2 separate regions of the Bos taurus genome follow, and region 2 is linked to region 1. A link is a contact called in public Hi-C data. All regions are on one chromosome and are shown on one strand. The core of a region is the stretch at or near the end of the contact, and the rest is flanking DNA. Distances in the headings are between cores, read along the strand shown. Region 1 overlaps TTC28 (tetratricopeptide repeat domain 28). Region 2 overlaps TTC28 (tetratricopeptide repeat domain 28).

Region 1 (6,703 bases), core at 2,192-4,691:
TTCTTAAAATTTTTTTTTTTTTGCTGTTCCTAATATTCTGGATCAATGATTTCTTCAGTCAACATTTTAAAGATATTATTCCTAGTGTCTTCTGACCTTCATGTTTTCGCATGAGAAATCCACATCACTCGAACCACTGTTTCCTCCTATGTAATGTGTTGATTTGAGCTGCTTTCAGAATTTTCTCTTATTTACAAAAGTAAATATCTTATTTATTTTTACTTGGGGTTATCTTTGAGATTCTTGAATTTTTAAATGTTATGTCTTTCACCAAATTTGGGAATGTTCTTCAAATATTTTTTTCTACCTCATTCTCTCTCTCCTTTTTTTCTTGGACCCTAATTACACACGTTAGATCTTTTGGTACTGTTCCACAAATTTGTGAGGATCTTTTTTTTCCTCCAATCTTTTTTATCTCTTTTCTTAAGATTAGATACTTTCTATTGATCTATATCCAAGTTTACTCTTTCTTTTGTCAACTCCAATCTGTTATTAAGTCCATCAAGTGAATTTTAAATTTTAGATACTGTATTTTTCAGTTTTAGAATTTCCATTGTGTTCTCTTAAAAAGTTTCTCACTCTCTGCTAAATTATATTTTCATATTTTTTATTTTGCTTTATATGTGTATTTTAAATATACTTGAAAATATACTTTTATATATTTTATACACTTAAATTTACTGTTATTCTTTTATTTTCTCTCATGGTGAGCATAGTTAATTTAACATCATTATAAATGCTTTGAAATCCTTGTTAATTCCAACATCTAAATCAACTCAGGGTTAATATCAGTTGACTATCTTTTCTCTTAAAAACTGAATTATATTTTTCTGGTTCTTTGTATGTCAACATCAACATTTTTTTCAGTGCATTCAGGGTATTATGAAAGTTATGCTATGAATTCTGTTACATTCCTCTGAAGAGTATTGATTTTCCTTTTTTTTTTGCAGGAAATTCACTTGATTGGATTCCAGTGAAAAATTTTGTCTGAGTGGCAATTCAAATCTCAGTTCAATTTTACCTTTAGCTAGAATCTGCCCTGTGCATCTGCAGTTCAGAGGTGAGCCACAGATGGGGCAGAGTTTACACACGGGCTGCAGTCACCCTGAGCACGGTCATCTGCTTCTTCAGACCAGAAGGGTATCATGTTTTATTGGAGTTCTAAGTGCCAAATATGGCTGCTGACTGTGGTCTTACCTTAGGCTAAAAGCTGTAAAAATGGGACATGTCCTCTAAGCCATTCATTTCTTGCATGCTGTGACTCCTCTCCAGAATCTGATTGCTTCTGTTCACTCTCTAGTACCATTGGGTACTTGGTATTTCTCTTCCCCGTGAGTTCATTTGCTGTGTGTGAGAAGTTTACTTCTGCGTACGGGAAGCGGAACCACTGCAAGCGCAGTGTCCACTGCTGCCTGTGGCACCACCCCGCCCCCCTCCACAGTGACTCAATTCCCCATCCACACAAACGACACAGCCCAAGGCCCTTTCTACCACATGCCCCTGTGGTAGGAAGGCATTTGGACAAATTCCTTCGCATCCTGGATGTGAACCTGGTCCATGAGGAGGAGGAGACAAGACCAGCACAGCTGTGAGAAGGCTGAGTAACAACTGGGGTGGGGACTACACAGGAATGGGGCACTGCAGCCTCCATCAAGGGAGCAGCAGGAGGGAATCTTGTGCCAGCGGGGAGCCTGTTGCCCTGGACTGCACAGAGACTGGGGTCCAGGAATCTGGTTTGGTGTCCTATTTTCAGCACACATTTGACAGGATATGAACCAGGAGAAGCATAGTTGGCAGGGCTGGAAATAAAGGACTGACGTGGTCTTATTACTTTTCCTGTGGATGAGGGAAGGGTGCAGGAGTGAGACCACTTTAAACGTAGTTTGCAAGGCTGGAGATGAAGGAGTGGAAGGAATGTACTCGAACTCCATGTCTGCGGGTTTGGTGTCTTGGGAGGCTCATGGTATCACTGACACACAAATCAGAGGGAAAAGGATGACTTCAGGCTTGGATGGAGTCTCTAAATAACCTCCTGGGCCCCTCGAACTTCAAACCTCTCTGATTCCATGTTTCCGAGTGTGGTTTTATGATCATGTTATGTTCTGAAGTTTATTTGTGTTATTTCGATGCCTTCAGATTGATGGTAACATCCTGAAAGCAGGAAGCAAGCTTTTACATCTTTAATATTCTATGGTATTTTAAATAGAGCTCGACAGTTGAATTTTTATCATCTTTTAATAACTGCTAGTAATCAGGACCCATATGCATTTGCTGGATTTTAAATAAATAAAATATCTGTGTTATGAAAATAATAATCATTTATGCTCTGGCCATCTAATCTGGGGAGGCAGCACTTCTTGGCAGAAATAGGTACATACTGAATTTGAATTCCAGTCCTACTACTTTCAAGTTGCATATCCACTGGCAATTTACTTCCTCTCTCTGTGCCTCTGTTTCTTCAAATGTAAAATAGGTGAACACCAGGCATTAAATGGCATACCTAAAGCACCCAGGACAATGTTGAAACAGAGGCAGGCTCAGAGACTGGTTACAGTGAGACAGCTTTCTTAGTATAGGTTTTTATAATAAGCCCTCACAATATTGCTTGTTCCAATATTTTATTGAAAGCAAGAGACAAAAATATTTCTGAAATCATAGCAGATTGCATTACAACTCTGAATATACAGTAATGGAAATCAATTCCCCTAAAATCAGGCTTACAACACTGGACAGAAGCCTGGACACAAGGGGAACCCTCTCGCATCTAACTGTCACTGACCAGCGATAAGACAAAGAAAGGCACGGATTTTCTCTTCACTTCAGTTTTGTGAACTGTAAAGTGGAAATAATAATACTATAATACTTGCTCTTATCTGTTTTCTAGATTATAATAAGAGTAAAATGAGACATGGGATAAAAATATTTCAATGCTGTATGATGTAAAATATTTTATTGTTGAACAGGCCTAATTACACCCCTGCCCAATAACTTCATACTCTCAACATCAGCTCTATGTTCAGAATGAAGGTGGTAAAGTAGTTTTCCCACAACTATTGTGAAACACCTTCCGTGCCCTCAAGAAGCAAGAGGCAGACGTGTCAAAAGTAAATGGTGAGATTTTCTCTGGAAATGTACCTGGAAAACGAATACCGGCCAACTCCAAGGAGAATTAGGTCATGAGAAAGCGAGATGGGAGAGAGACTGTTCACCATTGTCTCTTTGAACCCTTGAAGTTCATACCAATTATAAATACTACTGATTGAAAAACTAAAGTAAGAATGTAAACGGTGGATGAATAGGAGACACGTTTAAAGAGAGCTATCAATGCGTCATTTTGATACATTATACACAGGAATGTGTGGCCTTCTCTGTTGCATCCAGAAACCAACAACGCCTCTGGTATTCCAGCCAGGCCACCCCCTCACACAGCAACTTGGCAGCAGCTGCTAAACCTCACGGGGCCAGCCAGGATGGACTCTGACCACACTGGGTATTTCCTTTCAGTGATTATGGACACACGTTCTCTTCCCAAAGTGGCATATGCAAGGGTAATTATGCTTCCCACCAAGACGAGATTCTTCCAAAGAAGGAAGTGAAAACCCGTGGATGCCGAAGAAAGTACTGGTTCCTCACAATCTACGTACTTAGCCTTCCACTGACTTAGTGTATGCTCCGAGGTCACTGAGAATCTGTGACCGAGGCAAGCTGACATTCTTTCCAGACTGCTCTGCCATAGAACATTATTATTCTTCATAAAATGATCAGGCCAACAGGGGTCAGGCATGCTAACTGTGATCATTTTTCATTTAAAAAAACACCCTATAAGGCCAAAATAATTTAATAAAACATGTTTTCTCTGGTTAAACTGAGGGCCAGTGAGCTCCTTTGACAGCTGTGCTACAGTGTTTAAAGACAGTTCAAGCCTCCCAGCCTCGTCTGCCCTTCAGAAGGGCAGACTTCCCTTCTTCCTACTGTTTTTTATTTATTTTTACTGATACCATGACAAAAATATTCAATTTTAATTCTAATAAAGAATAGGGTAAGAAGAGCATTCGGTACCATTTCATAATGCAGGCTGTCGTTCTCAGGCCCTGGCCCTGGGTTTACAGAGAAGGGATTTTGGTTTGGACTATGCACAGCTAAAACCTTGCTTGTTCCCTGAACGTTTATCCCAGCTAGGTAATTTTCTGCCAACACAAAGACATTACTAGGAAATGCACATATTTTATACTTGACTTGTTCTTACAACATTTGCTGGACCAAATCAGAATATTAATTTTCTGGTTTTCTCTAGAACTAGAAAGTGAGCCTCCTCCCTTCTATGTACAGTATTTCTTGGTAGAAGGCAGATGCTCAACATGACTTAACTGTCCAGCAGGTTTTTAAACGGTTCCCTTTACTCCTAAAATAACAGACCATGTAGAATATTTAACCCAAGAGCCTCAGAGAGCACAGGGCAAAATGATCTTGAGTCTTCCTTGGACAAGTGGGACGGTGTGTCTTTCTCAAATGCAAACTTCCTGCCCTGGCTGTGGGGGGACACCACCAGCCACGGCCACACACCGTCTGGTCCCTTCGCACCTTTCCAGCCTGTTTCTAGGGGTGTCTGGGTCAAAGTTCTCCCTACACTCGACATTCCAACTGTGCTGCCCTCCCTGCCTCTCCACCCCGGAGGCAGCTGCCCCACATCCCGAGCCTCAGCTTGTGCTGCACACTCCAAATGGGGTTCACCCTGCCTTGCAGGCTTGGCAAAAACTCACTGCACCTCCTCCTCTAGGAAGCCTCTCCTGACTAAACCCTCTTGGAGGCACAAGTGCTCCCAAGACCTCTGTGAGCCTCTCCCACTTTTCTCATCAGTGACAGCAGCAACTGCATGAAGGCTGCTAATGTGCCCAGCTCTCTCCTACTGTTTTTCAGGTATTATTATTTTATTGTTATAAAAACCCCATGAGATTAAACTGTCTGCCAAAGGTCATACAGCTATTAGCAGCAAATCCAAACAGAATGCATTTGTTTTTTATCTTTCTCCTTTTAGACTGAGAGCTCCTTACCACAGGAAAGCTGTTGGTTTCATCTCTGCAACCCCAGTACCCAGAAGACAACCAGACACATAGTACACATGTGACAAATATTTGCTGAATAAATGTCTCAATAACTGGACTTCTCAGAGATGAGACCGATTGCATTATCTATTGTAATACAAAATAATGAAAATTCCAACTTGAAGAAAATAAAAGATCTGAAAACATAGGGACAGGTAAGATGAATGCTGCTACTTCTGCTGCTAAGTCACTTCAGTCGTGTGCGACTCTGTGCGACCCCATAGACGGCAGCCCACCAGGCTCCCCCGTCCCTGGGATTCTCCAGGCAAGAACACTGGAGTGGGTTGCCACTTCCTTCTCCAATGCATGAAAGTGAAAAGTGAAAGTGAAGTTGGTCAGTCGTGTCCCACTCTGAGCGACCCCACAGACTGCAGCCTTCCAGGCTCCTCCGTCCATGGGATTTTCCAGGCAAGAGTACTGGAGTGGGGTGCCATTGCCTTCTCCAAGATGAATGCTAGACCTCTGTAAAACTTTTACCTGTGCTTTCGAATGTCTTTATTCATGACACTCATATACCTACTGCCCTGTGAATGCCTAAGGACAGGAGAGTGTGAAGTTGCTCAGTTGTGTCCGACAGGAACCATGTCTTTTCTTGGGGCCCAGTATAGTAACTGGCCTTATGGGGATATTAAGCAACTAGCTGCTGAATGAATAAATGAATTAAAAAATTTCAAACTCTATTTGAAAGGCTCACTTACTCAGAAAAATGCTTCTAACATCATCCACACTACATTGCAAACCCTTCACAGCCGCTCTTTTAACTAGAGTAGAATTGCACTAAGTGACATCCTATTGATTTATTACTTTCTCAGCAGCGCCACATAGCTTGCAGGATCTTAGTTCCCAGATCAGGGATTGAACCTGTGCCCCTTTGCACTGGAAATACAGAGTCGTAATCGTTAGACTGCCAGGGAATAACCTGCTGCCGGTCTCTTTTCCCACTTTGATTTAAGCAGCTTCAGATTTATTCTGGAACCCACATGCCCAAGCCATGTAGAAATTAAGTAGATCAGTTTATTTATATACTACTGACTGAAATTTAGTTCATCTGAAGGCTTAGTGTGACACAGAAAATAATTCAGAACTTTATTATTACAGCTCAAATTCCATCTCTATAAATACTGACACCAACCCCAGGCAATGCCCATCTGTCTCAAACACAGGAAAACTACTACAGTGAGAGACGTGGCATGAGCCTTGGCAAATCTAACGAAAGCTTATCCACAGTAAACACTTGCCTCTTGAGAGAGACAAATGGCTCTGTTGGAAAGGGCAGTAGATGGGAACCTGGAGGCCTGGGTCCAAGTTCCAACTTTATCCTTTAGCTGTGTGATCTTGGGTAAGTCAGTTTTTGAGGCTCAACTTCCTTGTCACAAAAAGAGGGATCCTAACAGTTGTCTTACCTATCGCCAAGGGTTACTGTAAAGATTAACTGAGGAATGAATATATGTGAAGATGCCTGGTAGACGTTATTTAAAGTTCCCATATAGAACAGGTGGTATTATTATTATTATTGTCAGAGCTGATACCTCATTGCATTCTGGGCTTGCACACACTTACTTCTCTCCCCTAGTCCCTGTGGATAAAGGGTTTAAACCTCT
Region 2 (6,703 bases), core at 2,886-5,385, 340 kb after region 1:
GCAACTGAATAACAACAACTAGACAAAAGAGAGACATCACAGAATGTTAAGGAGAATAATACGTGTATTTCTTTAAATAATTATTCTAGAAGAAGAAAGAAGGAAAGTCAGAGGAAAAAAGAGACAAGAAAAAGAAAACTCATTAGGATGTCATTTGCAATATATCCAGCAAGTGACAATGAGGCATTTGACTCTAACAGTGAGGAGTCAGATGTCAAAGATTAAATGACACGCCCAAGGACACAAGTCTTGGGAACTGCCAGAACCAAAACCTAGGTCTCTAGGTTGCACTGATCCAGGAATGATGTATAGAACAGATCTGCAGAAAGACCTTTATCATGAAATTTCTAAGACTTCTCTTTAAAACTGCTTTGGTCACAATGCTTATTTTTAAGTTCAATTTTATATTATAAACAAACTGTGGTCCAAAATGAAAATGATAATATCAACTAGCACAGCATTTAGGCAGGTAACTAAGTAAAATTTAGTATGCTGCTGCTGCTGCTGCTAAGTCACTTCAGTCGTGTCCGACTCTGTGCGACCCCAGAGACGGCAGCCCAACAGGCTCCCCCGTCCCTGGGATTCTCCAGGCAAGAACACTGGAGTGGGTTGCCATTTCCTTCTCCAATGCATAAAAGTGAAAAGTGAAAGTGAAGTTGCTCAGTCGACTTAGCAAAAGCGATCGCTTAGCGATCCCATGGACTGCAGCCCACCAGGCTCCTCCGTCCATGGGATTTTCCAGGCAAGAATACTGGAGTGGGGTGCCATTGCCTTCTCCAAAATTTAGTATAGTTGTATTAAAATTTGAAGCTGAGCTTTCTAATCTAAAAACAAAATACTTCATTATAGAAAAAGTGCAGGGATTTGAAATACGATTTTTTTGGTAAAAGTAATAAGCTATTTCAAGACACAAATTTATGGGATGCAATCCTTATAAGTGAGCTTTGAAATAAGCTTTTTAAATGAAGCCCTATCAGAGAAGTCATTTAAGAAGCCAGATTCACATTATATTAATGTGACAAGTATAATAAGATAAATACATCATATGATTCTCAAATGACATAATGTAGCTTATGTGACATATTCCTATTAATGATCTTTTATTATGTGTGAACAGTAAAATAACATTAGATAAGCAATGAAAAAATCCAATCAGTAGCAGCTTTCCTGAAGGTTTTGACTGCAGTCTTATTTACACAGTGTTATCTGATACTAATCCTTGGATTTTAAAGAGCAAAAATCACTTCAGAATTGTAAACAAACATGTTCCTATGAGATGATCATTTTAATTACTATCATTTCTGCAAATACAAGATAGAAATAAGGTGCTGCATGATCGCCTCTTAAGGTGAAAACAGGGGAAAACAGATTCTGCCAGGCCAATAAGGTTATGTTAATAAAAGAATCGTGACCCTGGACCCGAGCCTAGTCCACAGAGCCTGACAGTGTGTCTTAACAACGACTACTATGGAACCTGTGTGGAGAGTGTAGCTGTCCCCTCCCTGGTACTGTCTACGAAAGATCAGAAGTGAGTGTCAAAACATTGTTGTTTTCTTTAATAATCCACTACAGTCTAATACCTATGAGCCAAATGAAATATTTTGAACTTTTTTACATTTAAAGATCATACGACCCTAAAAACAGATACAAGTTTTACAAAGCAATATTTCTTATTTACTTTTACATCAAATAAATATCTACTGAGCAACTGTATTATCCTTGGCACCAAAAAAAGAGGTGTGAAGTATTGTTTCTAAACTCAAGGAACTTGAGAGGCTGATTTAAAAAAAGGTGGGGGGAGGGGTGGTTTACTATCAGTAAAGCACAATCTATCTAAAAGAGCATAGATTTTAAATGCTCCAGGAATTCAGAAGTAGATGAAATCACTGTTTCTTCAAGAAGGGGAGGGAAGAAGAGCATCTTGGTGGTAGTATCCAGAAGTGAGGGAGCAAAGCTACAGCTAACTAAGCTCCTCACTGGTCCTGAGGGCGGAACATGATTAATCATGTTCTGGTGGTTTCTTTGTGGAAAAAAAAGGTAGCAGACCCTAATTGAATACTCCAAAGCCCACATCTTGAATTTTAGTATTTACTTAAACCCAGCAAATAAGCAGAGGAAAGAAGAGTAAAGAGCTCCCTTTCAATCATATACCCTAGCTGCATGCACAGTTAGAAACAAAGAAACTTAGAACCTATGGTCATGGTCTTACGGTGAGCCCAGAATTTACAAAAGCCAGCACTGGCAGTGGCTGACAGGGCACCATGACAGCAAGTTAGCAACCAATCCTAGCCATGAGGCCCAGCTACACCCAGTGCTGCTTGGATCAGTATTCGACTGCTGAACGTCCTAGCTTTGCTGAATCACATCAATGTAGTATCACTCTGCATGTGTGGCATAAATGGCTTTTATGAAACAGTTTGACAAAACACATGGCACGTGACTGTAGCACCACAAACGTGTTAGCATACCCAGCCGGAGACCACGGCAGTGACTGGATCTGTGAGTATTCTTGCAGGTGTAAAAAATAAAAATAATCTTTGTAAAGAATTATTTGTGGCCTCTAGGAGTTGAATATTCTTTCAAGGAAGCTTCCGTTTCCAATGTAGAAGAAGCAACAAGAACTGTTCTCCAGCCACCTCCAAATAATCACACAGTATTTGATAGCTCAGCTTATTTTTTAATCTTCCATGAACTCTGTAGAATTTTATCTGGATCCTTATAACATGATGATTTGGGATTATGAATGCAGTGAATAAACACAACCTTCTGGTATAGCAATTTAAGTAACACAGAGTGAGTAAATACTTCAGAGTGAATCGTAACACTTGAAACAGAATCTTCCAGAGCCCAGAAATCCACCTGACTGCCAAGAATAATACTTCCGTGGTTCAAGCAATACCAGTACCCAGAGGGGTTTCCACAGACATAACCACATAAGTTACTGCGTACTGGGTAAAATAGAAAAAACAGACATTTATGAATGTATATTTTGCAGACATTTTAAAAGTACTCAAAAATATACAATTTACAAATACAGAAGAAATTGAAGGGAGGGCTCTAGGAATACACAGCATATGTTTGAATTGCTTGATCATATCATTTCTTCTATGGGTTTTCCTCACCCTACTCTGATTTTTATAGGTCAGGAGTGGGGGGGAAGATGCATGGATCTCTTATCTAAAATACATGAAATCAATCTCACTGAAAGAAGCTCTATGATAAGAACTAATATATGAGAGATTCTGACTTCAGGATGAGGTAGAAATGACTTCGTTTCAGATAGCAAATTAGATAGCAAAGAAAACCTTTCAATTCACCAGGATATATTGAAGCAGTGTTTGTTAGATTTTCTAGCAATAAAACAAATGCACAATATCTTCTCATGCATTTCACACAATTTCCATTTCAGCTCTGATGTAAAACATGGTATCACACATCATGCCACAAAGAAAGAAGTCAGTTTAGCTAGTTCAAGTAAAACGCCAGGCAGCTGCTAACAGAGACAGGTCATGGCTGGGGAGGCACACAGCACATACAGTTCACTATGTTTTCCCTCAGAAGAATGTCAATAAAAACCAGGCCAAATTAGGTATTGGGCGGGGGGCGCGGGGGGGGGGGGGGCGCGCGGGGGAGGAGTCCTGCTATGCAGTGAACCAGTGCGTTCACCTAACAGCACCAGACAAGTTAGCAAAACGGAGCCCTAGCCAAAGCTACAGCCGCCAACAACTTGAAGAAAGCTGTCTTTCTCCCTGAATGTCCTGGGGTAGCGACCAGTCCCACATTTAGAAACGTTATTTCTGGGGCCAATAGCAATTTATTTTGATAGAACCACTGGATTTTTTTTTTCGTGAGTTCTCAACAAAGGAGCCATATTAGGAAATAATCTCGCAAAAAGCAAAGTGCCCCCTCCCCTTCTTCCCCGCGATCGATGCACACACACCCGTGCAGGCTGCCACGCAAAGACACACGCCCGTGACAATGGCTGGCGTGTTCACTCGCGCTGGCCCACGCGGCCGCCTGGAGCCCCGCGGGTAGAAGGCCCAGCCGGCCGGCCCCAGGCGCTCAGGCTGGAGGCCCCGCGGCCCCGCTGCCCGGGAACCAGCTGCTGGGCGGTTGTGCTGGGGATGCTCGCCCCCCAGCGGGGCCCTGGGGAAGCGGCTGCCAGCGGCTCAGAGCCTATTAACCCCTGGGGGAAGTAGGTGCTACAACACCCACCTGCGGGGACATTGGAGTGTGTCGGGAACACAACCCCAAATGGTTCCCCGCAGACGAGGCGCCACCGAGTTCTTAGACCCTGGCAGCTCCTGGCTGGCTCCGGCAAAGCTAATCGTGTTGCTAGCTCCACCGGGTTTCTAAAGCAAAGGGATGTTTCTGAGCTGTCACCCCTGAGAGTCCAGGCATACCAAGAAGGAAAAACTTAAAGAGGGCAGTGGACGCAGATCAGACTTGGTAACTCGACCCTAAGGAACTGGCCTAAGTCCCAAAGGGACAGAGCTATTTGGACCTGCCCGTCCAGCAAACTATGGAAGGGGTGGAAGGACCCGAGGGCAGCCGCCCCCTGTCACCCCTCCCTGGGTCGGGCACCAGGGCCCCGTCCCCACTCCGGGACACTTACCTTCTTCCGGGGCTGCCATTTCATCATATTTGTACAGCCGATATGTGGAACATCAAGATGCTGGCTGGGGGCTGGGGGCAGATGCAGGGCAGCGGCGACTCCAAGTCATGCTGCCTCCCTCCCACCCCCTAATTCTTTCCCATATTCACCGCGAAGGGAAAGAGCCCAGGAGAGTCCAGTCTTTTCGCCTTCAGTTCAATGAAGTATCCCCAAACCAGGAACACGCTCCCCACGGGGCTAGGAAGTCCCAGCAGCAACCAGCGTACTCCAGCCAGAGCGGAGCATTTTCCCCTCGGGCCAGCGCCCGCAAAAGGAGCTTGCAGCAAGGGGTCTCCAAGCCGGCGCAGAGACCCTCCCTCAGAGAAGAGCCGGAGAACGCAAGCTGCTACAGAAACCCAGTCGGGTTCCTGCCATCCAAACCCCTTTTGACGAATTCTCCTCTTCTTAAAAAAAGATTAGACAAGCAATCAAACCCTCACACGCAGCCTGGAGCAATTCCCAAAATTCTGAGTGTATTTCTCGTTTGTAAAATTTAGCAAAGAAAATTCCAAAGATCTGTAATCAGAGCTTCTTTACGCTGTTTTCTCTTCCTTCTTGGATAACTTGGGGAAAGGATCTACCCTTCCCGAAATGTCTACCTTCCCTTAACACTGTAAATAGGAAAACTTGGTTTGTGTGTTTAGATTTTTTTTTTTTTTTTTAATTCCCAAGAACCTTAGTGGGGAAAGGCTGGAAGGAAATCCTGCAAGAACCCAACTCCACAGCTCAGTCTGCACTAATGACTTCCTTCCCTTCAGTGCGAGCACAGCCTGCCCAGCTCCAGCCACACAGAGCAAATGGTTTCTGGGTCTTAGTGCCACGACATCTGCTACATAGCAAAAAGTAAAGCATACAGTTTCAGAGGCACCTCACAGCTCCCAAGGAATCAGAACCAGAAGAGAACTACAGAAGCAGGAGACCATTTCAAAAGATCTTGATTTGTGAGTTATATCAAGAGGAAAAAAGAAATAGAAAAGGTTTCTAGACCAAAGGGCTATATAATCTAAAAGTGTGACTTAAAGGAAAAAGATTTAAGGTATTTGACAAGATTAAAATTTTAATCAAAAGTAGACTCTGCTTCTCTAAATTTAGCACTGATTTTATTATTGCTATCAAGATTAAGTTTCATGCAGCATCTGTAAAATGATTCCATCCTACTTAAGGAGATACATCTCCAAATACAAAATACAATGTAATTCTATTATTTGTCATCCAACATATCTAGTAATTCTTATCACCATGAGGCTACTTTGATAGATGGGAATTAATGGGTAATGTAAGCTACTAGAATACTAACTGATATACATAATAAAAACAACTGATGTACCATCACTCCATTGTTCCAACCACGTTTAACGTATTACTCTCAAAGCTCTACAATATAATGCATTGGCAGGACTGACTGATGGGAATGATTATAAGCAGATTGGATACTAACAATATCAGATACAAATGTCATTAAAATACCCAAAACAGTTAATTAAAACAAATTATTTTTTGTCTTTTTTTCTAAGCCTGAGTCTGAAATCTGATGGTGAAATCATTATCTTTAAAAAAAAATAATATCAGCAATTACAGCTGAAGGAAGAAGCACTAGTGCTCAAGCCATAATCTGCATCACAGGTACACAGCAGCCTCACTGCTCTGCTCAATAAAACTACTAAGTGCCTATGATGGAAGCACCTATTATTTGCCAGCCCCTGTTCCAGACACTAGAAATATGAGTAAGAGGCTGTCCCTGCTCTTAAAATTACATACTGCAGGCTGGAGTCACAAATAACACCAATACTCTGTATATGTTCTAACATCCAAATCATTCTTCACAGCTTAACGTGGATATCTTACTAACACGGAAGTTCAATAAACTCCAAACCAATTCATTAATCTTCCCCCAAATCAGTTTCTCTTCCCAACTTTCCTGTATTTGTCCATAGCACTGTTATTCTTCTAGGATCACAAACTAAAACTTTAATTAACATCATTCCTATGTCTATCACCAAGTCCTTTCACTTCCATCTTAGACATTGCTTTCAAATTCCTGCTGCTGAT

What was found. A called contact is a pair of places that touch in the nucleus more often than the background predicts.
Region 2: a contact with region 1 is called in a Hi-C map of skeletal muscle, with 4 times the contacts expected there. The contact joins two enhancer-like sites. A contact is called at or near these places in 2 of 11 Hi-C or Micro-C datasets (liver and skeletal muscle).

What each region holds. Positions count from the first base shown.
Region 1 is chr17:67,455,975-67,462,677 of ARS-UCD2.0, forward strand. The region is part of intron 12 of TTC28 (tetratricopeptide repeat domain 28); the gene reads right to left. Among named protein-coding and RNA genes, the nearest start is that of PITPNB, 130 kb to the left of the region's middle. Within about 2 kb of position 3,442, at least 10 of the 102 cell types and tissues checked have an H3K27ac peak or open chromatin away from gene starts, as enhancers often do. A contact at or near this core is called in liver and skeletal muscle, where this site is marked.
Region 2 is chr17:67,795,671-67,802,373 of ARS-UCD2.0, forward strand. The region is part of intron 2 of TTC28 (tetratricopeptide repeat domain 28); the gene reads right to left. Among named protein-coding and RNA genes, the nearest start is that of TTC28, 170 kb to the right of the region's middle. Within about 2 kb of position 4,136, at least 78 of the 102 cell types and tissues checked have an H3K27ac peak or open chromatin away from gene starts, as enhancers often do. A contact at or near this core is called in liver and skeletal muscle, where this site is marked.